6 separate regions of the Mus musculus genome follow, and all the other regions are linked to region 1. The links are chromatin contacts, called in public Hi-C and promoter capture Hi-C maps. All regions are on one chromosome and are shown on one strand. Each heading gives the region's core, a stretch centred on a gene start, on an enhancer-like site or on the middle of the called end of the contact. The rest is flanking DNA. Distances are from core to core; before and after follow the strand shown. Region 1 holds the start of Dusp12 (dual specificity phosphatase 12). Region 2 holds the start of Kcnj10 (potassium inwardly-rectifying channel, subfamily J, member 10). Region 3 holds the start of Pea15a (phosphoprotein enriched in astrocytes 15A). Region 4 holds the start of Dcaf8 (DDB1 and CUL4 associated factor 8). Region 5 holds the start of Pex19 (peroxisomal biogenesis factor 19). Region 6 holds the start of Ncstn (nicastrin).

Region 1 (4,632 bases), core at 636-3,135:
ATCAATTCTCGGATCTATTTAGTCTGATATATCCTAAGACAATAATTCCAGAAAGGGCTTTGCCTATACACCAGAAGAAACAGCTCAATACAGGTCAGGCTGACTTTCCTGGCTCATTCGCTAAGCATTATGTCACACTCCTCTTGTCCAACCTCTTTTTTTTTTCTTTCTTTATTTTTTATTTTATTTCATTTTTGGTTTTTTGGTTTGTTTTTGTTTCCGAGGCAGGGTTTCTCTGTATAGCCCTGGCTGTCCTGGAACTCACTTTGTAGACCAGGCTGGCCTCGAACTCAGAAGTCCGCCTGCCTCTGCCTCTGCCTCCCCAGTGCTGGGATTAAAGGCGTGCGCCACCACCGCCCAGCCTCAATCACTTTTCTATACAACTGTCCAGTCTTAATTATTCCAAGAATGTGAACCGTTTTTGTCTTAGTCAGGGTTTCTATTCCTGCACAAACATCATGACCAAGAAGCAAGTTGGGGAGGAAAGGGTTTATTCAGCTTACACTTCCATGCTGCTGTTCATCACCAAGGAAGTCGGGACTGGAACCCAAGCAGGTCAGGAAGCAGGAGCTGATGCAGAGGCCATGGAGGGATGTTCCTTACTGGCTTGCTTTCCCTGGCTTGCTTTCTTATAGAACCCAAGACTACCAGCCCAGGTGGGTGGGACCTTGATCACTAATTGAGAAAATGCCCCACAGCTGGATCTCATGGAGGCACTTCCCCAACTGAAGCTCCTTTCTCTGTGATAACTCCAGCCTGTATCAAGTTGACTCACAAAACCAGTCAGTACAGTTTTCCTTTGGTCCGTGAATGTTTCTCTAAACTTGCCCGTCACGTATAACTTTGATTAAAAATCCTCCAGCATGGTTTCACACTCAAGGTGTGCAGCCCTCTGGACAGAAGCAGGTGGACATCTGTGCTTTTTGAAGCCAGCCTGCTCTACATAGCGAGTTCCAGGCCTGCCAGATCTATACAGTAAGACCCAGTCTCAAAAAACAAAAAGTCACATGTTTTTCCCTTGTTAATCACAGTGGCCTTTAGGGCGAGGAAGTATCACGTATTTTCACCCCAATACATCTGACCTGTATTACATTCGCCGGCTTGAGTGTCTGACTTCTCTTACAAATCTGATAAACTTTAACCTAACCCCCAAAATATAGACAAGCAGATAGAACGATGGACGAATGGACGGATAGATGGATGCACAGACAGACAGACAGTTGCTGCAAGATGAAATCAAACAAAACACTAACCAAGGGCGGGTTTTGGAACCCTCATTGGAACCACACACCCCAAGGGAAGATGAGGAACGAGGGTCTTGGCTCTGACAGCCTGGAACCTCCACTTTTGGGCGCCTCTGCAGAGAGGCGAGACCCGGTGCAAGGCACCGCCCCCCTGCACGTGGCACTCACCAGTGCACCAACACCGCGCGGCCTTCGGAGCGAGCCTGGCCGATGAAGGCCACGCAGCGATCCAGGTGGCTGAGCAGGTCGGTCTCGGGTTTGTCCAGCGCCGGCACGAAGAGGCTCCGGAGACCTTCGAACCCAGCCCCAGCCGGGAAAGCCGGTTCAGAGTCCACCGTCAGCACGGCGGTGATGCCCGCCTCCCTCAGATGGCCCGGTTCCGCCACTGCCGCTGCCCCACCCAGATACAGCCCGGGCCGCACTTCCACGGCGTGCCCTGCCGAGCTGGCGGGACTGGCAGTCGGAGCCTGGCGCTCGCAGCCATGGTTAGAACCCTGCGCTTCCAACATGGCAGAGCCAGGAAGCCAGGCAGCCGCTGCCCGCCACCAAGTCACCGGCTAGAGTGACTGACTCCTGTGTCGGAATAGCTCCAGCCGCTCAGCAGCGCCGTGGGAGGACCATGGCAATAGGGAAAATGACTGCTTCTGGGGAAGGTGATGTGAGCCGTGCTCGGGCTGTGTGCTTAAATAAGCTCCATTTAGAGCAGCTTTTCCACCCAACCTTCTAAAGTCCAAGGCAGAAAAATAAAGTCTCCATTCATCCGTTGCTGGTAGGACCACAAACTTGTACAGTCACTATGGAAATCAGCTTGGAGGTTCCTCAGGAAAATGGGAATCTATCTCAAGATCCAGCAAAGCCACTCTTCCTACCATTTGAGACATTTGCCCAACCATGTTGCCTATTGATGCCTCATAATAGCCAGAAATTGGAAACAACCTAGATGTACAACAGAAGACTGAATAAAGAAAATGTGGTACATTCACACAATAAGGTATTACTCAGCCATTTTAAAAAAAAAAAATAAAATTTGCAGATAAATGGATGAAACTCGGGAAAAAAAAATCATTCTGAGTGAGGTAACCCAGACCCTGAAAGACAAATCTGGTATGTATAAGCTTATATGTGGATATTAGCTGTGATAACTGATGTGTTAAAATAGAGGCTCGAGTCTGAACACAGTACACTGGGCCCAAACAGTTCCACGTGTAAGAATTTTATTGGGGGATGGGAGGGAGGTGGCGGCAGAAAGAGAAGTGAGGGAGGGAGGGAGAGGGAGAGATGGGGGCAGCTCTGGAGTGGGATGTTCTTCTTGAGGCTTTTGGGGTAGAGAGGGAAGAGCTTAGGCGGAGGGTAGGACTTTGTTGAGATATTTAGGGATGCTGTATAATAAAGCGTTTACTTATCTAAGCCTAAGTTACCGTGCTGTTGTAGCTGATCTGCCTTCTGTGATCCTCTGAGGCCAGAAACTACAGTTTCTGGCAACTAGCACCTCTTCTTCAAGCCACAAGAGAGATAGATAGATATGTCTATCTCAGCAGGAACTGCTGGGCTCTAACTTTCAGCCTGCTAGTCCGGTCTCAGGAAGAGAAGACACTTAGATAAATAATTATAGAGTTTATTACCAAGTTGTAAAAAGTTTCCTATGAAAGCTATCTAAGGGGAAAAGCAGAAAGATCCTGAGTGGGTAAAGGGAAAAATTCTCTAAGTGGGGAAAGGGAAAAGAATCTAGTCTAAGTGGGGAAAGGCAAAAAAGTCTCCTCTATTGATCTTAGCTCTCCATTGATCTTAGTTCTCTATGATTCTTTCGTGTCTCTTTGTCCTTGGTACTTATACGTCTTCCAGAATACATGATCACATGTTACAAGTTCATCACAAGTTCACACAAAAAATCAAATCATAAATTGAAATAGAAGTTTACAGCAGAGAATGTTTACATGCATATCCATTAGGAGTGATTATCTAGCTAAACATCGATCACCTGTCTCAGCTCCACAGGTTCACTGAAGGTTTAAATCCATAAGTTATAAAGTGAAGGTTTGTATAGATAAGCCCAGTTGGTATTTTATCTTCTGTCCTAGCACCTACAATAAATTGTTAGTTGCCTTTTAATGACCTTTGGTTAATTGTTTTACAACCTCTTGGAATGTGCTCTGAGTAGGAGAAGGTCTGGTTACCATCTAAGAGCAATTAACTGGTGATACTTGGGAGAATGACAGATTTCTCATTGCAGCTTTGACTATCAGAAAAGGACCTAACAGCAGTCCTGTTATAAAAGAGCTTAATAATCAGATATAATTTTAGGAATTCCTATAGGATCATCATGAAGACTTAAGTTATCTATTTGTCTATATAGCAACACGACAAGATCTTCATGGATCTGCAGAGATCTGCTCCAAAAGGGTGTGCTACTACTTAGTGATTGTTATATATATTTAATAGTAACAGAAAAAGCATATTAACAGGAAAAGCATATTAATAGCAGGAATCTTTCCTAAAATTAGTCCCTCACAGCCTTGCTTAATGAGGGCTCACCTGTTGCAGATTATATAATAATCCAAAGCAGGCCACTTCAGGATGATCATCTGCTTCCTATTATGGCTCCTGACAGAGTGGGGGGGGGAGAGAGAGGGAGAGAGAGGGAGAGAGAGAGAGAGAGAGAGAGAGAGAGAGAGAGAGAGAGAGAGAGAGAGAGAGAGAGAGAGAGAGGTGTTCCCTTTATTTATATGGAAAACGATGAAACACAGGTAAAAGTGGGAGATGAGCCAAGTAGATTCTGGGAATATGGTGCCTGTTGTCTTGGCAACATGTCTGCAGGTCACCCTGTCACCTATGTGATGTCATAGGTTTGGAGGTCCTGATGCCAACAATAACCAAGCTACAATCCACAGAATCAACTGAGCTTTAGTGTAGAGTAGGGGACAAGAGAGGAAAGACAGCTCTCCCTAGGAAAGGGAAATAGAAGAGTAGTTATGATGGGTTGGGGGTTGACTAGAACAGAAAGATCAAATGGGGAAGGGAAGAGAAAAGCAGGGAGAGATATAAAAGTAAATTTTATATGAGTGGGGTGGCATGAAAACCTAATGCAGTAGAGCTTCCTAAAATGTATATGTCTATGAAAGCAATCTAAATGAAATGTCCAAATAATGGGGGACACAGATTCCCAACTGGACATCTCTTGTCACCAAATGAAGCTTTTAGTGCCAGGACTGGGTTACATCTAATTGAGTTGTCAGTCAATGGGGTCTCATGGAAATCCCCAAACAATTCAAGCTGTTGCCAAGACTATAGGTTGCTCTCACCAACTGATGGCAGGGCTCCATTGCTGAAGACACCATCTACATATCGCACTGAACATGGAGAAGTCGAGCTGGCGCCTTCATAGAGCCTG
Region 2 (4,632 bases), core at 1,550-4,049, 1.5 Mb after region 1:
CATAATCTTCTCCATCTCTAAATGTCAAGACTGTGAGCCCTGCTAAGTTATTCACACTGGCTTTGAACTCATTCTGTAGCTCAGGCTTTGAGCTTGCAACCCTCCTGCTTCCCCTCCCCAAGCAGCTGAGATTGCAGGCTTAAACTACCAGGTCTTCAGACCATCTTACTGTAGCCGTTCCTCTCTAGGAGCAGAAGATGACAGAAATTTGAAAAGACAAAACAGGCAGGAAAATAGTTCCTGGTCCATTGCTTTGGTTATGATTGTGGGTTTTTTTTTCCCTCTAAGCAAAGTTTTTAAAGGGTAACCGTTAACATTTTCTCACTTTGTAGTGCAGCACCTTGTAATCTGGTCTTCCCTTGGGTCACTATTTTGAAATTGGGCAGGGGTGATGCACACCTTTAGTCTCAGCATTCATGAGGCAGAGGCAGGCAGATCTCTCTGAGTTCGAGGTCAGTGCAGTTTACAGAGTGAGTTTCAGGACAGCCAGGCTGCAGAGAAAGAAAAAAGAAAGAAGAAAAAGAAAAAGAAGAAGAAGAAGAAGAAGAAGAAGAAGAAGAAGAAGAAGAAGAAGAAGAAGAAGAAGAAGAAGAAGAAGAAGAAGAAAAAGCAAAAGCAAAAGAAACTGCTCTCAGATGCCACCAATGACTTTTTCATTATCAAACCCAATTCTTCCCTTTCTGCATCAACTGACATTGTCCTAAGTTCCTCTCTTTGTCCATCCTTCCTTCCTTGGTTCATTGACAGCCTGCTCTCTTATCCCTATGACTTCATAGGGGTTCTTCTCCTTGTAGTCCTTGAAGCGCAGGTCTTCCTCGATCTGGGTCAGTCTTATCTTTCCAGCATGCATGGTCCTCATTGAGAACGACCTGGTCGTCATGGCTTCAAAGCTGCTTTGGCAGCAACAGTTGATTGACTACCTTTTCTTCCCTCTGACCTCTGCCCACCCCTCTTGGCTCCTGATTTACCATCTTTGCCTCTGTTACCTGTTTCCTCAACAGGTTGGGTGCTCCCAGAGGTTCAGGGATCTCTTAGTTCTCCTAGTATGCTGTAGGGTCTGGAACCAGTGTGATCGCCGAAGACTTTCTCTTTGCTCACCAGGCCAAGTTGGTCCTTTGGAGTTTTTTTTTTTTTTCTTTTGGTTTTTGGTACCCTGGTCCAGGTCTCTTCATGCCCACACTATTGCTATTGCTCCCAATCTAATCTAATTGCTTCCTGTTTCCACTCACACTCAAACCATCTTGCTCACTTCCATATTAATCCCCTCCAGCTTCTTTCTGTATTTTTTTTTTTTAATCTTCACTGCCCCAAAACTTGCAGTTGCTTTCCATTACCGATAGTCATTTCGGGCTATACTTCATGTGCCAACCAACCAATCATATATTTAGTCTGGGTCTTCCATCCTTCTTGAACAAGCCTGGATTCTAAGAACTAACCTTTAGCCAGCCCTCTCCTTGTTCAAGTAGTTCCTTGCCTACTTCTCTGTTTTTCCCTTTCTCCCTCTCTCCTTCTTCCTTCCTTCCTTCCTTCCTTCCTTCCTTCCTTCCTTCCTTCCTTCCTTCCTTCCTTCCTTCCTTCCTTCCTTCCTTTCCTTCCTCCCTTCTTCTCTCCCTCCCTCTCTTTCTCCCTCCCTCCTCCCCCCTCCCATTCTTCTTTCTGTGCTGGTGATGAATGGAACCCAAGACAAGCATTCTACCTCTCAGCTACAACACCCTCAGCCCCAAAGAGGCCTTTTCAAAAGGCACATGTATTCTTCATCTTATGCATTTTGAGAGTTTTAAGCTAAACTAAAATATATATAGTTTCCCTGCTTTCAATCCTGAATTTATATTAACACAGTAAGTAAAGCAGTCTATTGATATGTAGTTCAATGTCTGTTATGAATAAAAGTGGGACGTCTTTATTTTCTTCTTTAGTGTATGCCATGCATCAGATAGAGGGTACAAATCACTCAAAACAGATCAGATAATGAGAGTACATAGTGGATGGGAAGAGTTTGACGCTATTTCCTAAGCTGATGTGTCTGTGTTCCCACAGGACTTCACAATGGCAGTTCCTCTGTCATCAGTATTCTTTCTGCCATCTCCTTGGACCTGGGCCTCCTGCATTCCTAGAACCTACGTAGACGTTATCTCTTTCCTCGAACATTTGTGGGGAACCCCCTAAATAGTGACCCTTCCTTCTTCTTCCACAGCTTTGGATGTCTCCCACACTTTGCACCGTACTGCGGCTTATTTTTCCTTGCAGGAGAAGTTGCTGCAGATGGAGATGATGTTTGGTCCTCTTTTGCACCCCACGCCGCACTCTCTACACAGGGAACAGCGAATAACTTGGAAATTGTACAGGATGCCAGAGCCCTGTAGCCCCAGGAACCCAGGCCAAGTCTGCCACAGTCTCGGTCCCAGTCGCAGCCCGTCCTGAATTCATTTCCACCTCATTAACTGGGGCCCAGTCCCGCCCCCGCGGCCCTCGTCCTGGTTCCTCCATTCTGACACGGCCGCCTCACTTTTCTTCTTTCTCTTCCCCCCTGTCATCTTGCCAGCTCGGCTTCTATCGCTACGCGTATCGTCTCTTCATCTCTCTTTCTCCGGGACTCTGTCTGGGTCTCTGTTCTTCGAGTGTTTCTGCACCCTAGTCCGTCTGGGTTTGCGCTTCCTATCCCCTAAGCCCCGCCCCTTGCCTTGCCCAAATCTCTCCAATCCCCAGGCGCTGATCTGGCGCTCCGATCTGCCATTGGCCGGCTCCAAGCTCCCCCCTCTGCCTCCGCCCTCCCGACCCCCGCCGGGCCCCTCCATTCACACAAAGTTTGGCTTCGGCACTGCAGAGGGAGGGGGCGGCCCGGCCCGGCCCAACTCTGCCCCCGGCCGGCCCGACCCCGGCCCCGGCCCCCGGACAAACCCTTATCTGATTCCAGCTCCGGGTTTAAGAGTCTTGGCCCTGCCTGTCGCACAGCTCCGCTCGCCGCTCCTGCCCGCCCCGTCTGTTCATCTGTCCCGCTGCCCCGCGATTTATCAGAGCAGCCACTTCACCTTCGAGCCAAGGTAAGACTCTGGCCCTGATAAAGGAGTGCTGGGTCCTATCCACTTATCCATCGGATCCCCCTAACCCTTTGGTCCCTACGGAAGCTGGTTGTACCCTATCAGTACAATCCGGGTCTCCCTCCTTCAGTCTTGGCAGTTCCAAGTGGACTTTCCTGGGAAGGGCCCCTCATCAAGAGTACTTTACTCAGGTTATTCACCTCGGGTCTTCCATCTAAGAAAGGGGCTTCCATGATATCCCCTCCTCATGACACTTGGCAGACCTGCAGTTGCATGGGGCTCATCCGGTTACTAGAGTAATTAATTACCACACATAAGCCTGCACCCACCCACACAGGAATAGAGACACTGCCCCTTGCTCCCAGTAGAGATAAGTTACTCCTGATTCCAGCCCTTCCCCCTTGCAGTGACATTCACACAGTGACACTCATTGACGGTCTTCTGAGCACCAGTTTGTTTACACATGGGGAGAAAGACAAGCACTAGATTAGAAGACGCAGTCACCCTGATGTGCCTGGGACCCTCTTCATTTCCTTCTGGGTTCCCACTTTGAGACCCCCTCCCTACCGACATCCCTCAATCCTTGAAATTGCCTCACAAGGACAATCTCAGAAGAAGATGTTTCTTCTGGAGCAGGGTAGATTAGTGCCTATGAATTCATCCTTTAGGGATCCCCTCTCCCACTCTCTGTCTTGCCCCATCAGGGACTGACCAAGGGCAGTCATGTTAGGATGGAACTGATTCTAGGGAGGAGACCCGAGGCCCAGAATGGCCAGAAGGACAAACCTGGGAAAGAAAAAATTTAGGGGTAGGACTTCTGGTATCTCGGGATTTCATTTCAGTAACTGAAGTGCCCTGGGCAGACTGAGGCTGACGGAGAGAGGCGAGGGTGCACAGAAATAAAGACAGATTTGGATCCAAGGGAAGGCAAAGCTTAAAGCCTGCTTAGGTTGCGTATCGATACAAATTCTGATGAGAGGTTTCTGGCCAGAGAGCCCTTGCTGTGGTGTTTGAAATGTTTTTCTCCCTATGGGACAGGCGGCTTTAGGTAGTCCAAGAGGACAGGAGATGGTAAAAGACGCCTTGGGAGCCTCCTGTTTGGGGTTACATGGAAGGCACAGAGTGGGCATGGAGAGACTGGCGCCATGAGCCGGCAGTTACCATGAGCTCAATCGAGTTTCATCTTGAACACTTTTCCCTGATCTCCAAGGAGTTTTGAATATGTTCCTGGAATGATGGAGATTCTAGCCTCTGCCAAAGTGCAGGGTTTGTCAGGTCCCCGGGGGGGTAGACTGAGTATGGGGACCAAGTCTAGAAGGAACCAGGTGTCCTGGCTCCTAGCTGGTTCTTCAGGGAGGAGGAAAAGGGGAAGAGGGGGCAGGGAAGGCACTGTGCCAGGGAGAGGGTCCAGGGCTGGACTGCAGAGGCAGTAGGCTTGACCCAGGCGGTGCCAACCCCTTCACCACCCTCCCGGTCTTTAGTGTTGGTGGCAAGGGAGGAAAGAAAGGAGGGGGGGTTAGGGGGTGATCTGGGCCAGTCCAGCCTCCCAAAGCCCTTGCCAACCTGGGTCCTGAAAGGACCTGCTGTTTTCTGA
Region 3 (4,632 bases), core at 632-3,131, 1.3 Mb after region 1:
CTTCCTGCTCACTCCATTTGGCGGTAGCCATGGATACATTTGAACTTGGTAAGACTCTGTGTTCCCACCTAAGTACCCAGAGCTACCATAAGGAAGGGATGAGCCTTCCGGATGGAAAGAGAGAGCAGCGGCTTGGGAGGGACTGATGCATACTGGGTGGCTACTGACCAGCCGGCGGAGATGGCCATCTTGACAGTGTACATGAAGGTGTGTGTGTGTGTGTGTGTGTGTGTGTGTGTGTGTGTGTGTGTGTGTGTGTGTGTGTGTGTGTGTGTGTGTGTGGTGTGTTACAGTGTGGCTCTGTGCCCTTATGTATGACAGCGTATGTACACCTGCCGAGCACAGGTGTCACACAAGTAGTAGGCGGCCAGGGAAGCTGGCAGCCTAGAGCTTGCTGGCGGTCTCCCCACGAGAGTGTTTAACCGCAAAGGGAAGAGCAATTAACGCTAATCGCTCCTACAGCCTGGGGGGGCCAGACGCACAACCTAGAGAAACAATATACAGCCTGGGGGGCCAAACACAGGAACCTAGAGAAACAAGGCTCCCTAACTTGAGATTCTCGTCCTCTCCAGCACCCTTCCTGTGCCTCTGGCCACCTCTTTCCTTTTCTCTGTGGCTCTCTGGTCAGCTCTCCCTGTCTTCTCACACATTCCTCTCATTCTCTCTCCCCCTGACTTGGGTTCCATCCTTGGCTGACTCATTCTTTTCACCCTCTCCCTGGCTTCTACTCCTTCCTCCATCCTTTGGCCATATTGATGTCCAGGCTCTAGCCACTCCCAGGTACCCTATGCTCTAAACTGGCAGTCAGCAACAAAGGTCACAAGAAGCCCCTCACCCAGGTAAGAGCACAGGCTCACCAGTCCTTGAGGTATTGCCCACTAAAACTGTAAAATCTGGGTGTGTTTGTGGACAGTGGTCCTTTCCACCCACTACTGAACATTCGTGTTAAGACTGATGCTGGTCAAGGAGACTCCACATGGGAGGTAACAAACGGGTTGTGGTGGGTGGGTGGATGCCTAGTGCAGGGGTGTTGTGATTTGGTTTGTATGAGAGGATGTGTGTAAGTCACATGGGTGTGTGTCACTGTGTGGTTGGCTGTCTTTTTTTTTTTCTTAAAGGTGTGTTTCTGTCCCTGTCGGTTTTGACAAGGATTGTTTTAAAAATTAGTGTCTTTATATTGGCTACATCATTCCTATGTATCCCCAGCCCCTTTCCTCTGGGCAAGCTTCCACCAATCCCACTCTCCTCAGATGCAGTAAACTGGGTGTGAGAGTACCCAGACCAGTTGCCTGCTGCCGGAGGAACTGAAGCAGGGCTGAGCTGAGCCTGGACGCCTGCAGAGGCGAGTCCGAAGCTAAAGCGAGGAGGGAGGGGCGGGAGCTGGCCTGGCTCGGCCGGCTGGGCGGGAAGCAGGCTACATCCTAATCCCCAGGCCCCGTCGGACTCCCAAACTGCTGTTCAGCACGGAATGGGCGGATGAAGCCACGCTGCCTGTGACACTCTCCAGTCTCTGGATGCATGGACAGAGAAGGACCCCATGGAGCCTGACACCGTGGACCTGTCTGAATCCTCAAGCTCCCCTATTTGTCCCCTGCGTCCGGGATCGTGACCCTCCAAACCCAGATCCCCAATCTACCTCCTCCCCACGACACATCTTCCCTCTGCCCCTCTCACCGCCTCCGGAGCTGAGAGCTCAGGGTGCGGGCACTCCCGGGTCCCCGGTTCCTAAGCAGCGTCTGGAGCCTGCTCCTTGGCTCCTGCCACCGCTGCCGCCGATCCTGCCGCCGCCGCCTCTTCCGCCCGTGGAGCAGAGCTTGAGCCCAGCACCGCCTCACCCCACCCGACTGGCCGGTGATGTCAGAGCCGGGGAGGGGCGGGGGGCGGGGAGCGGGGAGGAAAGGGGGAGGGGAAGCAGGAGGGGACAGGGACTGGGGACTGGGGTTCTGGAAGGCTCCTAGGATGGGGGCAGGACTGGGATGGAATATGGACTCTTCCCCTTAAACTGTGAGAAGATCCTCGTTTTTTTCCTAATGGGTCACTTTCCTGCCCTCTGACCTTTGGTTGGTCACGATGGCCAGGACCCCTGGAAGGCAGATCAATTTGGATTGGGGGATTTGGAAGACCTATGGCCTCTGGGTTCTCTTAGCTACTTCGCTTTGGTATTTAGAAATCCTATTTCCTAGCCTTATAGATCAGAGACTCAGTAGGAAACGGTCAAGTTTATCCACGCTAGGAATAAAAATGGGACAGGGGCAGGCAGCAACAGGGAAATCTCTTTTACTTGGCCCGGGGCCATGAGCTCTTGTGTATAATAGCAGCTGGACCCCTGAGCACCTCCTGCCTTTCCCAAATATACCCCCACACACGCACCCCCACACCCCCACACACTATGATGTAATTTTATTTTCTGGAGGAAAAAAGCCATGAGCTCAGCATGCAAATATAGACAACAAAGCCACACTTAGCTGTCTCCTAGCTCTGTCCTTCTGCCTAGGCCCAGTGTGATAATTCTCACTTCCCCTACACCTCAGGGACTTTCCTCCTCCAGAGGCTCACTCAGCCGGGCTGAAAGAGGGAGGAGGGAGGAGGGAGAATTGGAGAAGCATCCGATTTTCACCCTACCTCCATGAGGGGCGTCAGCTCAGCTCTGCAAGTGCCTGACCCTGAGAACGGCTTCAATGTTTGCACACCACCAGGAACACCCCATTTTGCCTTCAGGTCCAGCTGATCAGAGACCCTTCCAGAAGCCTAAGATGAGCCCCTTCTTCTGGGAGGAGCAGGTCCTGGTCCTGTGCCTTAGGTTTCATATATAGTTCTTCTCTTTGCTCCTCTTACCCCCAGCCCCACCCCCACCCCCCACATGGCTGCCCATTGCTCCTTTGAGGGTAACTAATATACCCTCAGAAGTTGCTTTTGTTTCTGAGTCGCTGTAGGGTCGGAATCTATCATGTTGACCCATCTTTGAGACACAGAGTGACTGTACACTTTTGCATAGACATACCACATTTACATGAGACAAATGAGGCAGAGCAAAACACAGAGAATGTGGACTTTATACTTATTCTGTTTCCATAGACAAATTAAGTCCATAAAGTTGAGGATACCAGTCTCACTTCATAGGGTTCTTCTGAGAATCAGGAATAATAAAGTTTTTAGGGACTGGTACCAGATAGGTGCAAAAAAAAAAAATCAAAGACATGTAGTCTAGTATCTTTTGATCTATATGAAGTGAATCCCATAATATTTTTATGATGTAACCTAATACCCAATTACCTATTAGTTATCCATTACATGTGATTAGGTCGATTAGATATCTGGTTTCTGCTTTATATACTTCTGTCGCTTTCCCTAAGAATACTTCCTGGATTTGACTGTGGAGAGTGACAACTTTTCTAATCTTAGGACTCATTTTTCTATACTTAGACATCCAATAACTTTGCTCTGCCTTAACAAAAACTAGTAGCATGCATAATATGGTGATATACCACCGTAAGACTTAGAATGTTGAGGCAGGATTATTCCCATCTTCGGCTACATAGTGATACCCTATCCATAAACAACAACAAAGGATGTTTCCTTATTTAGAAGCTTATTCGGGAGTTTGGTCCTTTCATGCTCCCATCTTGTATATGTTTACTCCCACCTGAGCCTGTCCTGCGGAGTACGGGTGCGCACGAGTCCTTTTTATAGAAGCCCAATAGATCTAAGTCTAGGGGATACTCTTGGTTCCAATAGCAATGCCCTCTCATTACGACAACCACTACACAGGCCAGATCCTCCCAAACTTACTCTGATCAAAACAGTTTCTGAAACGGGGTTCCTTGCCTCTGCTTTTACATGACCCCTCCTCCCTAAGTCTATCCTGGCTTTTGCTACCAGATGAAATTTTGTCTTTCCCCAGTTCATAGGATTCAGTTCAGACATCTCTACAGAACAACCCCATTATGCTTACCCAACCTCGTGGCCACAACTTGAATTTCTCTTTACTTTTCAGACCTCTGGTGGGACTAACACACCTTGCTAATGCTTTTGAGGTTTGTTTCTTTGTTTTTGTTTGCTTTGACTGGGATGTCCCTGTCCTAATTCCTTTGCCTCCATTCAAAGCCCATTCTTCAATTGAAGGTCTGGAGAAGGTTTGTTTCCATTGTGGAAGTCACCGAGCCCATCTTCTTGTTGTTGTTTTGTTGTTGATGTGTTTTTTGTTGTTTGTTTATTCTCTAAGACAGGTTTCCTCTGTATAGCCCTGGTGTCCTGGAAGTCGATCTGTAGACAGGGTTGGCTTCCAATTCAGAGAGATCTGCCTGCTCTGCCTCCGGAGTGTTGGGATTAAAGGTGTGCATCACCTCAAACAGACTCCCAAGCCCATCCTCCCTCTCTTCTAGCTTGGTTTTTTTTTTTTTTCATCCTTTCTTAAACAGATATAGGACAGTTCTTTATGTCCCAGGCCTTATGAAAATAGAGAGAAAGTCTGGGTACCTGTCCTCAGGACTCAGTTCAGCAGCTGTGTAAAGATCGGTAACAGTGCACTAAGTTCAAGAATGAGGTCCTCAGGGCGGGCAGTGGGAGCACTGGACGAGACTGCAGGACCATCAGAGTCTGGGGAGACCTCACTAAGGACAGTGGACTCAGTCC
Region 4 (4,632 bases), core at 1,168-3,667, 1.3 Mb after region 1:
TGCCCGACCCTCGGGAGATGGAGGCAGCAGTTTCAGAAGTGAATTTGAAGCTATTCTGAGCTACTCTCGTTCCTGTCTCAAAACACCTGGGAGGAGGGGAATGGTATTGGTATGGGGTAGAGTTGAGGAGTCTGTACTTAGTACCTTAACCTTCTGGTTAAAAGAAAGAGAGGCCGAAGACGTAGTTTGGTTGTTAGGGTACTTGTTCAACATGCCCAAAAGCCCCGTGGCTCCACCTCCAGCACTGCATAAACCAGCAATGGCGATGCTTCCCTGTAATCCCGGCTCTGGAGGTAGAGGCGGGATACAGCCTGGGATGCAGGAGACCCACCTAAAACATCTTCAACAACCTTGGTGTTCTGAGTCACACCAAAGGAAACAGCGCAGGATGAAACTTGGCCTTGCAGGCATCAGGAAGAGTCAGCCTCTGTGGACTGAGTACTGAACATCTGCCCAAAAGTATGTTTACTGATTGTTACACAAGTTGTTCTTTTTTTTTTCCGGGGCAGGGGGGAATAAATTCCTTTATACTAAAGACCCTAAAAAGCTCTATGTTTCCTGAAGAAAACCACCCTACAACTCTAGTCCTTACTGTGTACTGTTTGCAATCCTCGATAATGCAAGGTATTGCAGGTGTGCCAGGACCATCTTGTGACCCAGAAGTCACTGAAAGACTGTAAAGCTCCTTCAGAAGAACAACCCCATAGATGAGAGAAAGCACCTCGGTTTTCTATAAGGATCTTTTTCAAGGTCAAATTACTTCCAAAAAAGCCGGGAAGTGGTGGCGCACGCCTTTAGTCTTGGCACTTGGGAAGCAGAGGCAGGCAGATTTTTGAGTTCAAGGCCAGTCTGGTCTACAAAGTGAGTTCCAGGACAGCCAGGGCAAGGAAACCCTGTCTGGAAAAACAAACAAAACAAAACAAAAACATTACTTCCAGGAAAAAAAACTCTTCATTCTGATGTCTACCCTAAACAGTGAAAAACAATTATTTTATTCTACTGCCTACCCTGGATATAATGATCCTACTAGATTTTTCTGCTACAAATAAGAATGCTCCAGCCTGCTAGCTAGGAGTAATCTGGAATCCTAGAATCCTGGTTAGGTTTCCTTTAGGTGTCAGCAGAAAGTAGTGTACAGAGGTTACCTAAAACCAGCAACCTGCAGAGTTATGTGGCGTATCCATGTTTTAGCTGTATTTTCACAACAGCTAAATTATGAATAAACCTAGATATTTATCAACAGATGAATGAATTAAAGAAAATATAGAATATATACACAATAGGATCCATCAACTATGAAGAATGAAATAGTATTTGCAGATTATAAACAACATAAGTTAGACTCAGAAAGACAAATATGGCATGTCCTCTCCCATATGCAGAATCTGGATTTAAGTTCATGTATACATATGTCTATTAATTACACACACGTATTCATATTTAACAACAAAGTAGACAGGAGACTGAGAGGCAAGGAAGAGATATAAAGAGAGTTGAAGGAAAGCTAAGAAAAGAGAATGGAGTATACACTAGTCACAAAACTTAGTGGTAGTTATTGGAGGAAGGTAACCAAGAAGGGGAAAATGAGTGGGAAGGGGGCCATGAAGAAACAGGCATGACACATACATATGAAAATGCCACATGGAAACCTATTGCGTGTGTGTGTGTGTGTGTGTGTGTGTGTTGGGGATCGGGGAAGGACTTATTCTAGCCCCGAACTTACTATCCGTTGTTCTAGGTTGACCTCCAACTTGTGTATATCCTGTCTCAGCCTCCTGAGTGCTAGTTTGTAACCTGTTAGTTTGTATGCTCATTTAAAAAATTAAACTCTGCAGCGTTGAGCGCCTTTAATCCTAATCCCAGCGCCTGAGAGGCAGAGGCAGGTGGGTGATCTCTGTGAGATCTACAGTTCCAGGACAGCCCGGGTAGAAAGATCCTGTTTCAAATGAATAAATAAATCCTGTTTCTAAGCCGTGTCACTCCCACCCCCAGGTGTGGGGATCAAACTTTTAAAACTTTTAGACCCTTAGGAAGCATTCCAACATCCCCAAACCTTAGTGACTCTTTTAAACAAATGGACAAATGGGTGCTGGCAGAAGGCCTCTTAAGAAGCCATTGAAGGAAATGCAGCTTTGAGCCTGAAAGGAGAAAGGGGTTTTTCTTTAAACAAGGAAACAAACAAACAAAAAAATATGGCAAGAATTAGAACCTCAGGCCTGGAGGACACCTAGAAGTTTGCCTGCCAGAGCCTTTGGAATGAGGTTCATTTTCCGGCACAACTCCAAGGAGCCCCTAGATCGCATGTGTTTTGAATACCAGGAGACAAGCCATCACTCTCAAAGTACGAAAACAACTTGACTCCTCCGCCCCGCGCACGCGCCCCTCGCGGCTTCGGTTGGCCCGAGGCTCCGCCCCTTGTGCGGCCACCGGGAGGGTTGGGAGCCCAGAGCTCGCGGGACCGCTCTCGCTCAGTCTCCTCCAGCACAGCGTCGCAAACCCCGCCGGAAAGCGTGACGGCGCAGGCGCAGGCGCGGAGACCCGAGACGGTGGTGGTGGCTGCCGCTGGCCAGTGTAAGATGGCGGCGGCGTTGGTGGCGGCAGTGGACGGGGCGGCTGGGCCTGGAACAGTCGGAGCATCCGCTGGCAGAAGGATGACCCTAGATGGGAAGCGGGCTGCCGGGCCTCGCCAGCTCCCGTGCTTGTAACTGCCCCAGCCGGACGCCCTCCCCTTGACCTACCGGGTCCGTGTTTCGTCCGGCTCGGCCTGTTCCCCCCTCTCCCTGACCGCTTCCCCGCAGGACAGGCCCGATCCCTTTCCTAAAACTCCCGGACTTTAAGTCTTACTCCCCTCCTCCGAGTCGGTGCTGGGAGGACTCGTCCTCTGCCCGGGTCGGTCCACGGGGTTGCCCCCTAGGGCCAACCCCATGACTCACAGGGGCTTCTCGTTCGTCCGGTGACCCATTCGTAAACTCTCATTTCTCCCTTTATAATTTGGGGACCCGGCTCTGTTGGCGTCTCCTAGTCACTTCAGGGCCACCGCGCAGTGTGCCCCCTTCCCCCATCCCAAGATCTCAGGCCCAGCACCTCGTACGGAAGGCCGAGGTCCAAGAAACTGGCAGTCTGTTCTTGAATGCTTTGTGATCTAGTTCTCTTAATGTACTTCCCCTCCCCGTGTCCCGAAATCTTTTAGGACACCTTAGAACGGTCCCGCTTGGTCCTTATTAGTTGGAAAGCATCTGGCGGCTTGAATTTCTGACTCATGATTGTTGGTGTAGTCTGTAAACAAACCCGCACTAGAGCGATCACATTCTCCCGCGGATTCTCCCCTCCCCCCCCCTGCTCCGGAGTTTGCTTGAGACGGGTGGTTTGGTTTAAGAGTTGAAAAGATACAGGTTTTCCTCATAAGTGACTCTTTAGCCTTGGTGGAGCTGGGAGATAACTTTGCCTGGCGTTTAAATCTTGTGTTAATCCTTTGTGTTTCCATTACGGGCATGGGTTTTGTTCAGTAGTCAGAATTGAGTTAGGTAAGTTGTTTTGGTTTTAAATAGTTGTGAGGAGACTTTAAAAAAAAAAACATTAAAGTGTGGTCATAAATATTTTGGCTACTTTCAGAAGAGACGCCTTTGCCATGTAAACTTTCACTTTTCTCAGTTCTTCAGCGAACCTCCAGACCAGTTTTCTCAGGATCTTGGGCCTGACTTCGGTCGGCGATAAAAGCAGGAAGGTGAGTGGCATTGAAGGCGTTTAATTCCTCAATTCAAGACCCTTTCCTCATGCGAAAGTGCAGACCGCTAAACTCAACAATTGTTACCCCTGTTTCCGCAAGTTTGGATATTGTTAGCAGCTTTGTTACAATTTTGGTTAAATTTCTTACAAATTTAATTGGCTGTATTTTGACCTGCTGCCCGACACTGTTGTTGTGTGTCTTCAAATGGCTTAAGCGTCGAGTGAGCAGTCTGCACCTCGTTTTCTATTCCCCCGTTATTTATTTGCATTGTGTTTTGTCTTCCCGTGGATCTTGTCTTAGACTGTTAAAACATAGAGAACTGGGTTGCCTGAATTCTGTTTAGCCTTTTGTCAAGTCAGATCTGTTCTCCCAAACCCAGAACTTATCATCCATGCCATCTGGAGAGTAATTAACCACTCCTGACTAAAAGCTAGGATCGAAGAGTGAGCCTCCATTTAGTTGGTATCTAAGTCCAGTTAGCCTCAGAGGCACAACTTTTCAAAAGGTAGTGGGATTTCTTTTCTTTCTTTCTTCCTTTCTCTCTCTCTCTCTCCCTTCCTTCCTTTTCTTTTCTTTTCTTTTCTTTTCTTTTCTTTTCTTTTCTTTTCTTTCTTTCTTAAAAGCAGTTCCTTTTGTAGCTAACTTGCAGATTATTGGTCAGTAGAAGAATCATGTGCTTTCAGCAACAAGGAGAGGGAGCCGGAACACAGTTGTCAGTATGGTTCCTACAAGGCTTGTAGATTGCTCGTAGCAGAGGGTAGGACTGTGCTTGAGACTGGCAAGACTTAGTAGAGAAGCCCCCTGACTCTTTAAGGTAGGTTTGACCAATCCTAGTACCTTTGGGATTTGTACTGGGAAAAGTTTGAGAGTGGCTATGCTAAGTTTTGTTCCCCGTGGTGCTCAAA
Region 5 (4,632 bases), core at 1,077-3,576, 1.2 Mb after region 1:
GTAAGTACACTGTAGCTGTCTTCAGACACTCAAGAAGAGGGAGTCAGATCTCGTTATGAGCCACCATGTGGTTGCTGGGATTTGAACTCAGGACCTTTGGAAGAGCAATCAGTCGGTGCTCTTAACACTGAGCCATCTCACCAGCCCCTTTCTTTTTTCAACTGATAATATATCCGTGAAGTTCAGACACCAGTCTTTAGACCTTTACTGTCAGGCCAGTGACATGGCGTAGGAAGTAAGGGCACTTGGAGGTCATGACTGACAACCTGAGTTTGATCATGGAGATCCGCATGGTGGGAGGAGAGAACTTGCTCCCCAGGGCAGCACATGACCTCCACACAAGCATCATCGTGTGTAGGCACCATTCCACCTATACACTCACAATTACTGCCCAGTGGTGGTGGCACACGCCTTTAATCCCAGCGCTAGGGAGGCAGAGGCCAACTGATGTCTGAGTATGAGGCAGCCTGGTCTACAGAATGAGTTCTAGGACAACCAGGGCTACACAGAGAAACCCTGTCTCAGAGGAAAAAAAATCAAAACAAACCCAAAAAACTAACTGCCTTGTGTATCTTTTTCCTGAGCCACTCAGTTCCTATTAGTTTTCCCCAAACAGGTAACTACTTACCAGTTTCCTTATGGCCTTCAAAAAGTATATATTTATAAGTATATCACTGTGTTTTTCCCCACCTTCCTTTTATACATGGCAGGAACATAATCTTTTTTTTTTTTTAATTCAAGACATTTTAAAGTTTTATATGTGTGTTGTGTGTTTAGGTTTTCCTCATAGTATCTGGGTTATTTATGCTGATTATCAGCATTGCTGCAATGAGTAAACTGGAACATACATTGTGTGTGTGTGTGGGGGGGGGGGAGTGTGCCTGACTGAGGAGGAAAAGCTGCTCCAAAGAGCACAGGACTTTAGTGTTTTCAGATTTAAGAGTTGCTTTCTTAAATATAATCCTCAAACTAAGACTGCTTTCTCAAAAATGTGTATATTACGGGAATATTTTCTTAAGTTTTATACATTCTTCCTTCAAGGTCAGGCAAGAATCTGGCACAGCAATTCACAGCCATAATTCGGATTCTTGGAAGGTTAAAGCAGAACAATTGGCTAAAGAGCAAGATGCTGTCTCAAAAAAAAAAAAAAAAGATATCATGGTGGTTAAAGAGATGGCTTAGCTGTTTAGAGCAAAGACTGTTCTTGCAGAGGACTCAGGTTAGTTCCCAGCACCCACATCTGGTGGCTGCCAACCACCTATTGCTCTAGCTCCAAAGGGATTTGCCACTTCTTGCCAGCTGAATAGAAAAGAGAGACAGGTGTGGTGGTACACGCATTTAATGCCACCACCCTCGAGGCAGAGTCAAGAGTATTTTTTTCGTTCAAGGCCAGCCTGGTCTACAGAGTTCCAGGAAAGCCAAGGCTACATACAGAACATTCTCGATAAAACAAAAACAAGACAATCCCCCCAACACACAAAGAAAACTGAAAGAAATGATTCAAAGAAAGAATGCTTGTTTTTTAATCTGCTTAAGTAACATCTGTGTTTCCAATTCTATCTCCAGTCAACCTCTACAGGTAGGACCATCCCTGATCCACTTGTAGATTTCACTGTGCTCAGCACGATTGTATACAACAGTAGATGCTCATTATACGCTAAAAATAAATTGGATGATCTTTGTTTATCTGTTTTGTGTATATGTCAAGGAGCATATTCGGAGGTCAGAGCCAGCACATGATAGACATCTCTCCTACCACGTGTGCTTTGAGGATGAAACCAAGGTTGCTTCAATTTGGCAATCCTGTCTCAAGCGAAAAATTGCTCGTTTAATAGCTTCGTATTTTAGCTGAGCCCTGTGCTGTAATCTCTGTCCTTGGGAGGTGGAGACAGTAGGATTAGAAAACCCTGCCTGAAAACAAAACCCAGATTAAAGATTCCAGGTTAAAGATGGGGCAAGCAAAACGCAATAAACCCTCCCACCCCTTCTGACCCGCCCCCACAATACAGCTGGGCCTCATGGGTCAAGTAGTTTGGAAGTGGAGACGGGGAAGGGAGACCCCGATTTCTGGACCAGCTTGAGCAATCTATCTAGTTCAAGGCAAACCGCTGTGGCTCTGTAGCTCCAGTAGCCGAGTGCTTGCTTAATACGTGCAAGAACCTAGGTTTGAGGCCCAACCCAAGAAAAAAAACAAAAACAAAAACAAACCCAGTCTCCTGTCCCTTTAAAAATGGCGGTCCTGCACGGTAGAACGATATTATTGGCTGCTCAAGTCATGGGGGCGGGGTTGGGGCGGGGCATGTGGTGGCGCCAGTGGTTCCACCTCCTACGGCAAGTCGGAGGCAGTAAGATGGCGGCTGCTGAGGAAGGTTGCGGTGTTGGGGTCGAAGACGACCGGGAACTGGAGGAGCTTCTGGAAAGTAAGAGTGCACGATGGGAAAGACCAGAAGTATCGGGGAGAGGATCCATCGTGGGGGTTAGAGGAACTTGAGGTTTCTGAGCGGGGCGGGAGAATCTCTTCAGTGGTCAGCGGGGGAGGTGGTCTGAGTTCGACCCCGGCCCTCTTTATTAGCTGGCTGTGTCCAAACCGCACATCTCCCTGCGAAGGGGAACACTAACCGTAAAGAGCTGTTTCACGAGCCCCTTACAAACTTCTCTTGCTTTCGATTGTCGGATTGTTGTTGAGGCAAGGCTCTCTCACTCGGTATCCCAGGCTGATCTGGAACTCGCGGCAGTCTTTCAGCCTCCGCCACTGGGAGTACAGAGATCACAGGCTGGACCCACCAGGATCGCCTTCTGTAAATTATTAAAATCGCCTCTCCTTTCAGTAGCAGGATTCACAGAACAAAATAATCTTTAAGCTCCAAAGGTCCATATGTCCATGATAGTATCTTTCTTAACCCGAAACGCCTTTTTACCGCACAGTCTTTCCTCATTCTTTTACCAGACCCTTAGTTCTTTCGTGCGAGTAGTCAAAGAAGTCTCCTTTTAAAATTAGTGTGATGTTGAGAGACTGTCTCGTGTAGTTTTAGGCTGACCTCACACTCATTGAGTACTGTAGAGTGGCCCTGAACTTGTGATTTTTCCAGTCCCTTCCTCCGCATTCTCGCATGGCACCACAATGCCTGACATCCCTTATTTATCCTTTGGAGAAAACAAAGTGAGCCAGCCCCAGGGGAAAAGGTCTCCTCTTCCTGAAAAGATGGTGGACCTTCATCTCTTTCTTGGCCTTGCACTCCACTCCCGTTTCCTGCGCCAGTGAGGCCAGTGCCCTTTCCCTAGTCCTGGCAGGCAGAGTGATGGTGACAACACAGGCTTTTCAGGGCAGAGGTGAACCTTTTATCTCTTGCTCAGTCACAGCGATATAAGCAGGTAGAAAATGAACAGATGAAGTGAGGAGTGCCCAGTGACTGGCCTGGCCCAGGCTTACTGCATATGAGGCCAAGGAGGCTATAGGTGCCTGTTAAGGGCGATCTAAATTGGAGCATTATTTAAGAGTTAATACCTTCTTGTCGAATGTATCCTAGTAGTCAGAACGGTGGAAAGCCGGGTGGTATATTCTGTGCTTCCTCAACAGACGATATTAGCTAAGGCCTCAGAGTGAATTCCAAGAAATAAGGCTCTCTCTCCCCTCTTCTTCATGTTAGATGAAATGTGTAGGTTTTTGTTTGTTTGGTTGGTTGGTTTGGTTTTTCAAGGCAGGGTTTCTCTGTGTAGCCTTGGCTGTCCTGGAACTCACTCTGTAGACCAGGCTGGCCTCGAACTCAGAAATCTGCCTGCCTCTGCCTCCTGAGTGCTGGGATTAAAGGCGTGCGCCACCACGACCCAGCAGGGTTTTTTTTTTTTTTTAAGGGAATTTTATAGTGTGCATATAGAGATTTCTTTGCACAGCTTTTATTTAATTCTCTCCTCCTAATTCTGAGATGAACACTGGTTCTGTGTAAAAGGGTTTCCTTCCCAACTGGTCACAACAAACTAGATGGTTCTCAAGGAAGGTGGGAAGCCTATTGGCCAGTAGTCCAGGCAGAAGAGACACCAGAAAAAGAGAGAGAAGTCCAGGAAAGCCAGCACTTTGTATCATTATTTTCCTAAGAGTTTGTTTCAAATCACACGGCTGTCTAGCCCTTTCCACCCTCAACATCGCCACCACGTCCGTCTCTTGTCTCCGAAGGTGCTCTTGATGATTTCTCTTGTCTCCGAAGGTGCTCTTGATGATTTCGACAAAGCCAAACCCTCCCCAGAACATGCTCCGACCATCTCGGCTCCCGACGCTTCAGGACCCCAGAAGAGAGCGCCAGGAGATACTGCCAAAGTATCAATTCCCCCACTTAAGGGAGAGGGAGGATGGCCATGCAGCTCAGAGCAGGGATGGGGGGCCCTCTGGGCCAGAGGGGTGGCTGAGAGGGTGCCTTTGCCTCACACTGCTGAGTGTTCTTCCAGGCCTCAGTTCCTATGAAACGAGGACCTGTGGTTTTACGGAGGGCTAACGAGGAAAGAGGAAAGAGCGGTTTTAAGTGGTTGGCTTTGTATGCTACCTCATATTAGACCTTCAGTGGCCAGTCTTTGCTGCCCTCCGGAGAAGAGGTAGATGGAATGTTCAGTGGAGGTGCTCGTGGGAGGGGAGATGTTTCA
Region 6 (4,632 bases), core at 1,239-3,738, 1.2 Mb after region 1:
AAACTCAGCAAACAGCACATGCTTGTAGTCCCAGAACTCAGCAGAGGGCCAAAGCCAGCCTGGGTTACCTAGCAAGTCTGTGTCTCAAAGGGGGGGAAAGGATCATTTTGGTTCAAAAGAGATCACTCAGAGGACACAGTGATGACTTGACCCCATAGACTACGAGACTTCTTTTACCTTAGAGAACTCTATGGTAAGATAGCTGAGAATCCCACCAGGTTCAGATCTGTACTGGCTGGTTTTATGTGTCAACTTGACACAGGCTGGGGTTATCACAGAGAAAGGAGCTTCAGTTGGAGAAGTGCCTCCATGAGATCCAGCTGTGGGGTATTTTCTCAATTAGTGATCAAGGGGGAAAGGCCCCTTGTGGGTGGGACCATCTCTGCGCTGACAGTCTTGGGTTCTATAAGAGAGCAGGCTGAGCAAGCCAGGGGAAGCAATCCAGTAAGTAACAATCCTCCATTGCCTCTGCATCAGCTCCTGCTTCCTGACCTGCTTGAGTTCCAGTCCTGACTTCCTTTGGTGATGAACAGCAATGTGGAAAGTGTAAGCTGAATAAACCCTTTCCTCCCCAACTTGCTTCTTGGTCATGATGTTTTGTCCAGGAATAGAAACCCTGACAAAGACAAGATCCTAGTTTGATTTCTTACTAGCATGATCCTGCTGGGAAAGTTAATCCATTTTTCTCAAGTTTTAGTTTCATCATTTGTACAGTGTTAATAACAAGGATTGTTGCAGAGGCAAAAATAAAATGCACACTTTAAAAGAGCATTTACTAAGTTTCAGCTCTTATTAATTATCTTGCCTGGTTTGACAGATGATAATCACCTTCTATACATACACTGTAATTTGAATGCCAAGACTCCTAAGCAGGATATGAGTATTTCTGAGTATCCAGGATACAAACTGAATTATTAATGACCACAAATACAAATTCCAATTCCAACTTACACTGGCAGCCAATCTGATGAGTGGCGTTGAGCAGGCGGACACAAGGAGCTGTTTTATTTAAGGGAATGTAGATTTTCCTCTCCACTGAGTTTCCCCCACACAATCCTGATCAGAAGATAAACAGTATTAGGAAAAAGTGAAAGATAATTTGGTATTAGCCTCTATCATCATCAGCTCGATTCATGGTTTCAGTAAAGCATTCACGATCATACTGTCTAACACAAGATTAATGATCATTCTTTTCACTTCTTGGCCACATTATTGGAACATAAGTATTGTAAAGAGGACCTAGCTGTGTATTTTAGAAAGTTATTAGACTCCATGATGATCGATTAATTATAAAGCTAAAAGGTGATTGTCAAAAGTCTTTGACTTCAGATGTGCCGGCGTCAAGTTTCAGGGCTAAACAAGTCTGCTTCTTTTAGCTTGCCTGTACATTACTAATTAGTTATCAAAAGAGCTCTGGTCTAAGAATATAGATTGCCAAAACCAAACAAAGAAAAGCACTAACAACAAAAACCACCTAAGAATCTGAACAGACCTAGGAGAAGAAACGTTATGCCACACACCTGGTCAGTTAATGAAATATCAGACCATTTGCCCACACACCTAGAGTATGGGACAGCTACAGTTCCTCCCTTGAAGCTAATCAAAAGCAATGTGAATGTTGAGAAAGACGGAGTCATGGCTATACAAGGAAATGGCTGCATTTCAGGGCTTACCTAGAAAGATATATATATATATCTTTGCTTAACTCTTAGTTGAACACACTATAAATAATTACAGGTGTGTTACTGATTGTACTTCATAATTTAAAGATCACTAAATAGACATTAGATTGGAAAAAAAGAAAATATTCATATACATTAAACGTCTAAGATTCCTTGAATCATTACTTCCCTCTTAACAGTTTAAAGCAGCTAAGCTAACGTTAGCCTCACTTTAGTAAGCTAAGAAAACAAGGAACACAAATTTAGGCTAGAACCAACAGGAGGAAACGGGGGCTCTCATTTTTTCAACGTCGCACAAAGACCACGAAACGAGACTGTTTTGATCTCAAACATACTAAACCGGAGGAAGGGGGCTGAGCTTTTCACACCTGTCCCTTTTGATGGCTGATGGGGTGGCTGGGCTTTAAACAGAGAACGAGGCATGCGAGAAAGGTTGAAGAGAATCAGGCTGGAAACCCAGAAAAGGGCTGGAGAGAACTAAGGAAATGCAGGTCCAGGCAAAGGAGGAACTTATGTCATGGGAACGAAAGACAAGAAGGATTTCCAGGGCGGGGGACAGAGGGGCAATCGGAACCAGAAGGGCATTGCCTGCACTAGCGATGGGCCGTTCCGGACGGCTCCTCTTAAAGACCAGAGCTCCGGGGTGGGGTGACCTCACCTGCCAGTACCACGGAAAAAGACAGAAGAAGAAGACCCCGACTTCCTGGGTCAGGCCCAGAGCCGCCCCTAGTCGTAGCCATCTTGCCTCTCCGCTGGGCGGAAGCCTCAGGTCCCTTCCAGACTCGTAGCGGCCTCTCTAGGCTTCCGCTAGCATCGTCTCTGTGGCCCAGCGCTCCAGAGACCGGAAGTCCTTGTCCGAGGAGCTTCCGGGAGCCGCGACCCGGGAGTAGCTGACGTGGAAGCCTTGGGAGTGCCACCGGGAGCGGCGGGACCCGCTAACCTGACCTAGGAGCCCGAGGCCTGAAGGATGCTAACCAAATTCGAGACGAAGAGCGCGCGGGTCAAAGGTAGTGGAGAAGAAACGGGAACAGCGGAGGTTGGGTGTTGGGGGTAGTGGTGCTGTCACTAAGGCAGGACTCGCTGACCGCGTCGGGCCTCCTGGAAGAACCCGGAGGAATAACCGAGGGAGCGGCTTAGGGTTAGTGGAGTAGTCTGCAGTCCGTGCTGCTTCGTATGTCCTGGAACTTATCGTGTCGTGGCTCGTTAACCTTAGGCCGGCTCCCTACTCCTTCCAGCCACCTCTTCTGGGGGGGTGTGCCAGCCCTTTCTGTTCTTAAGGCCTTATGACTTGGATGCTTTCTGATAACCAGGTTGTATGGAGTGTTTCTGGGGTTTGAGTCTCAGCTTCTGTCACTGGCTACTCCAGTAGCCCGTCTGCTCCATTTCCATGTCCAGTGCTTCCGCTGGACTATTTATTTATTTATTTATTTTTGGCCTATTTGGAGTGAGAGAATGGAGGCCTACTGCCCCACCAGGTCCCGAGCCTGGGTAAGATTGTCCGGTGAAATACAGATGCTTTGTGTTAGATTTGAATACCAGGTAAACAGCTAAATTTTTGGTGATAAGTCTTGAAAGACAAAGGCCTGAGATCACACTCTTTGAAAATGTCGATATTAGAAAAATTAAGTCTATGGAAATCTGATAAAAAATATATCTGGACTATTTCATGATATGCATTATAGTGAAGTGGTTCAGAATTTGTTTATTGGAGTCAGTCAGACTTGCTTAGGAATTCTGAAACGTCTACTAACAAGCCGCCTTAAGGTGTCTCCTTACTATCTCTAAATCTCTATATTCTTATCTTTAAAAATAAGGATAGTTAACACTTTCTTATAAAGAGAATTAAAATGAGAAAGTACATTAACTGTGTTTATAATAGTGCCTGGCAAGACTTAGTAATTCAGAAACTGGAGGTTCTTTAATGGAGGCTATATTCTGGGCAGTTTCTAAGTGTCATGGGAAATTTGATTATAAAGGGTGCCAGTAAGAATTCTTAGTACCACCAGGGTTACATAGAGAGACCTTATCTCGAAATGGCAAAAAAAGAAGAAGAGAAAAGAATTATCATGTGTGGTGCCAGTCATGGTGGCTTTAATTGCAGCACTCAGGAGCCAGATGCAGGTGGATCTCTGTGAGTTGGAGGCTAGCCTGGTCAACGTATCGAGCGGCAGGCCAATCAAAGCTACACTGAGACACACTGAGATCCTATTCTAAAAAAAAAGGTTCTAGGGCTGAAGAGTTGGCCCAATTAAGATTTACTGTCTGTTCAGAGGACATGAGTTTGGTTCCCCATTCAGCAGCTCACATCCACCTGTAATTCCAGCTCCAGGTGACCTGACCCCTCTTCTGGGCTCTGTGGGCACCTGAACTCACCTGTGCATGTACTTAATAAAAAGAACAAACACAAACGAGTCTCTGGTATTTGAGTAGTTGAAATGAGTCTTCATTTTCTATGAGCTCTTTTCAGATTTCTTCTTGTGCACTAGAAAGGCATTAGGGAAATCAGTATTTGAGAGTTCATTAAGATCGCTGAATCAGTTAAGAGGGCATACTGTCCGCACAGTATGTCGTTCCCATCACTCATGACATGTGGTTCACAACTGCCCGCTCCACGGGACGGTGTTAAAGAGTCTACCGTAAAAATAAAAGAAACATCATGCAAAATAGTGCCTTCATTAACTTGCTATGAGAGTATATTCATATAATATTTTTACAACTAAGGACTAGCTACCAGAGTTGGATGTGGTGACTCACTCCTGTAATCCCAGCACATGGGAGACTAAGGCAAGATGGTTGCTGCAAGTTTGAGACCAACCTAGACAACAATGTGAGGCCATGTTGTGAAAAGCCCAAGCATTCCTGGTGTGGTGGCACAGAGGCAGGCAGATATCTGAGTTTGAGACCAGCCTACACTAAACAGCTAGGACTACAATGAGAAACCTTAGCCCTG

Evidence for each region. Promoter capture Hi-C pulls out the DNA fragments that hold promoters and counts their contacts. A called contact is a pair of places that touch in the nucleus more often than the background predicts.
Region 2: a promoter capture Hi-C map of pre-B cells shows a contact between it and region 1, with 2.9 times the contacts expected there. The contact joins the promoter of Kcnj10 here to the promoter of Dusp12 in region 1. A contact is called at or near these places in 1 of 39 promoter capture datasets (pre-B cells) and 1 of 115 datasets of contacts at active chromatin or transcription factors (microglia).
Region 3: a contact with region 1 is called in a promoter capture Hi-C map of pre-B cells, with 3 times the contacts expected there. The contact joins the promoter of Pea15a here to the promoter of Dusp12 in region 1. A contact is called at or near these places in 3 of 39 promoter capture datasets (liver and pre-B cells).
Region 4: a contact with region 1 is called in a promoter capture Hi-C map of liver, with 4 times the contacts expected there. The contact joins the promoter of Dcaf8 here to the promoter of Dusp12 in region 1. A contact is called at or near these places in 2 of 39 promoter capture datasets (both in liver) and 1 of 115 datasets of contacts at active chromatin or transcription factors (microglia).
Region 5: a contact with region 1 is called in a promoter capture Hi-C map of pre-B cells, with 4 times the contacts expected there. The contact joins the promoter of Pex19 here to the promoter of Dusp12 in region 1. A contact is called at or near these places in 3 of 39 promoter capture datasets (hippocampal neurons, liver and pre-B cells).
Region 6: a Hi-C map of rod photoreceptor shows a contact between it and region 1, with 6 times the contacts expected there. The contact joins the promoter of Ncstn here to the promoter of Dusp12 in region 1. A contact is called at or near these places in 1 of 39 promoter capture datasets (pre-B cells), 6 of 484 Hi-C or Micro-C datasets (B cells, CD4 T cells, erythroblasts and 2 more) and 2 of 9 other capture datasets (adipose tissue and liver).

What each region holds. Positions count from the first base shown.
Region 1 is chr1:170,883,655-170,888,286 of GRCm38.p6, forward strand. It overlaps Dusp12 (dual specificity phosphatase 12), which reads right to left and starts at 1,886. Exons shown (of 6, transcript NM_023173.2): 1 at 1,413-1,886. The coding sequence starts at 1,753.
Region 2 is chr1:172,338,411-172,343,042 of GRCm38.p6, forward strand. It overlaps Kcnj10 (potassium inwardly-rectifying channel, subfamily J, member 10), which reads left to right and starts at 2,800. Exons shown (of 2, transcript NM_001039484.1): 1 at 2,800-3,041.
Region 3 is chr1:172,204,923-172,209,554 of GRCm38.p6, forward strand. It overlaps Pea15a (phosphoprotein enriched in astrocytes 15A), which reads right to left and starts at 1,882. Exons shown (of 4, transcript NM_011063.3): 1 at 1,675-1,882. Gm17224 (a long non-coding RNA gene) reads left to right here and starts at 2,061. Exons shown (of 5, transcript XR_865735.3): 1 at 2,061-4,332.
Region 4 is chr1:172,145,598-172,150,229 of GRCm38.p6, forward strand. It overlaps Dcaf8 (DDB1 and CUL4 associated factor 8), which reads left to right and starts at 2,418. Exons shown (of 14, transcript NM_001357204.1): 1 at 2,418-2,741; 2 at 3,652-3,724.
Region 5 is chr1:172,124,429-172,129,060 of GRCm38.p6, forward strand. It overlaps Pex19 (peroxisomal biogenesis factor 19), which reads left to right and starts at 2,327. Exons shown (of 8, transcript NM_023041.3): 1 at 2,327-2,420; 2 at 4,203-4,312. The coding sequence starts at 2,351.
Region 6 is chr1:172,080,261-172,084,892 of GRCm38.p6, forward strand. Ncstn (nicastrin) reads right to left here and starts at 2,489. Exons shown (of 17, transcript NM_021607.3): 1 at 2,341-2,489; 2 at 952-1,056. The coding sequence starts at 2,422. It overlaps Copa (coatomer protein complex subunit alpha), which reads left to right and starts at 2,269. Exons shown (of 33, transcript NM_009938.4): 1 at 2,269-2,689. The coding sequence starts at 2,650.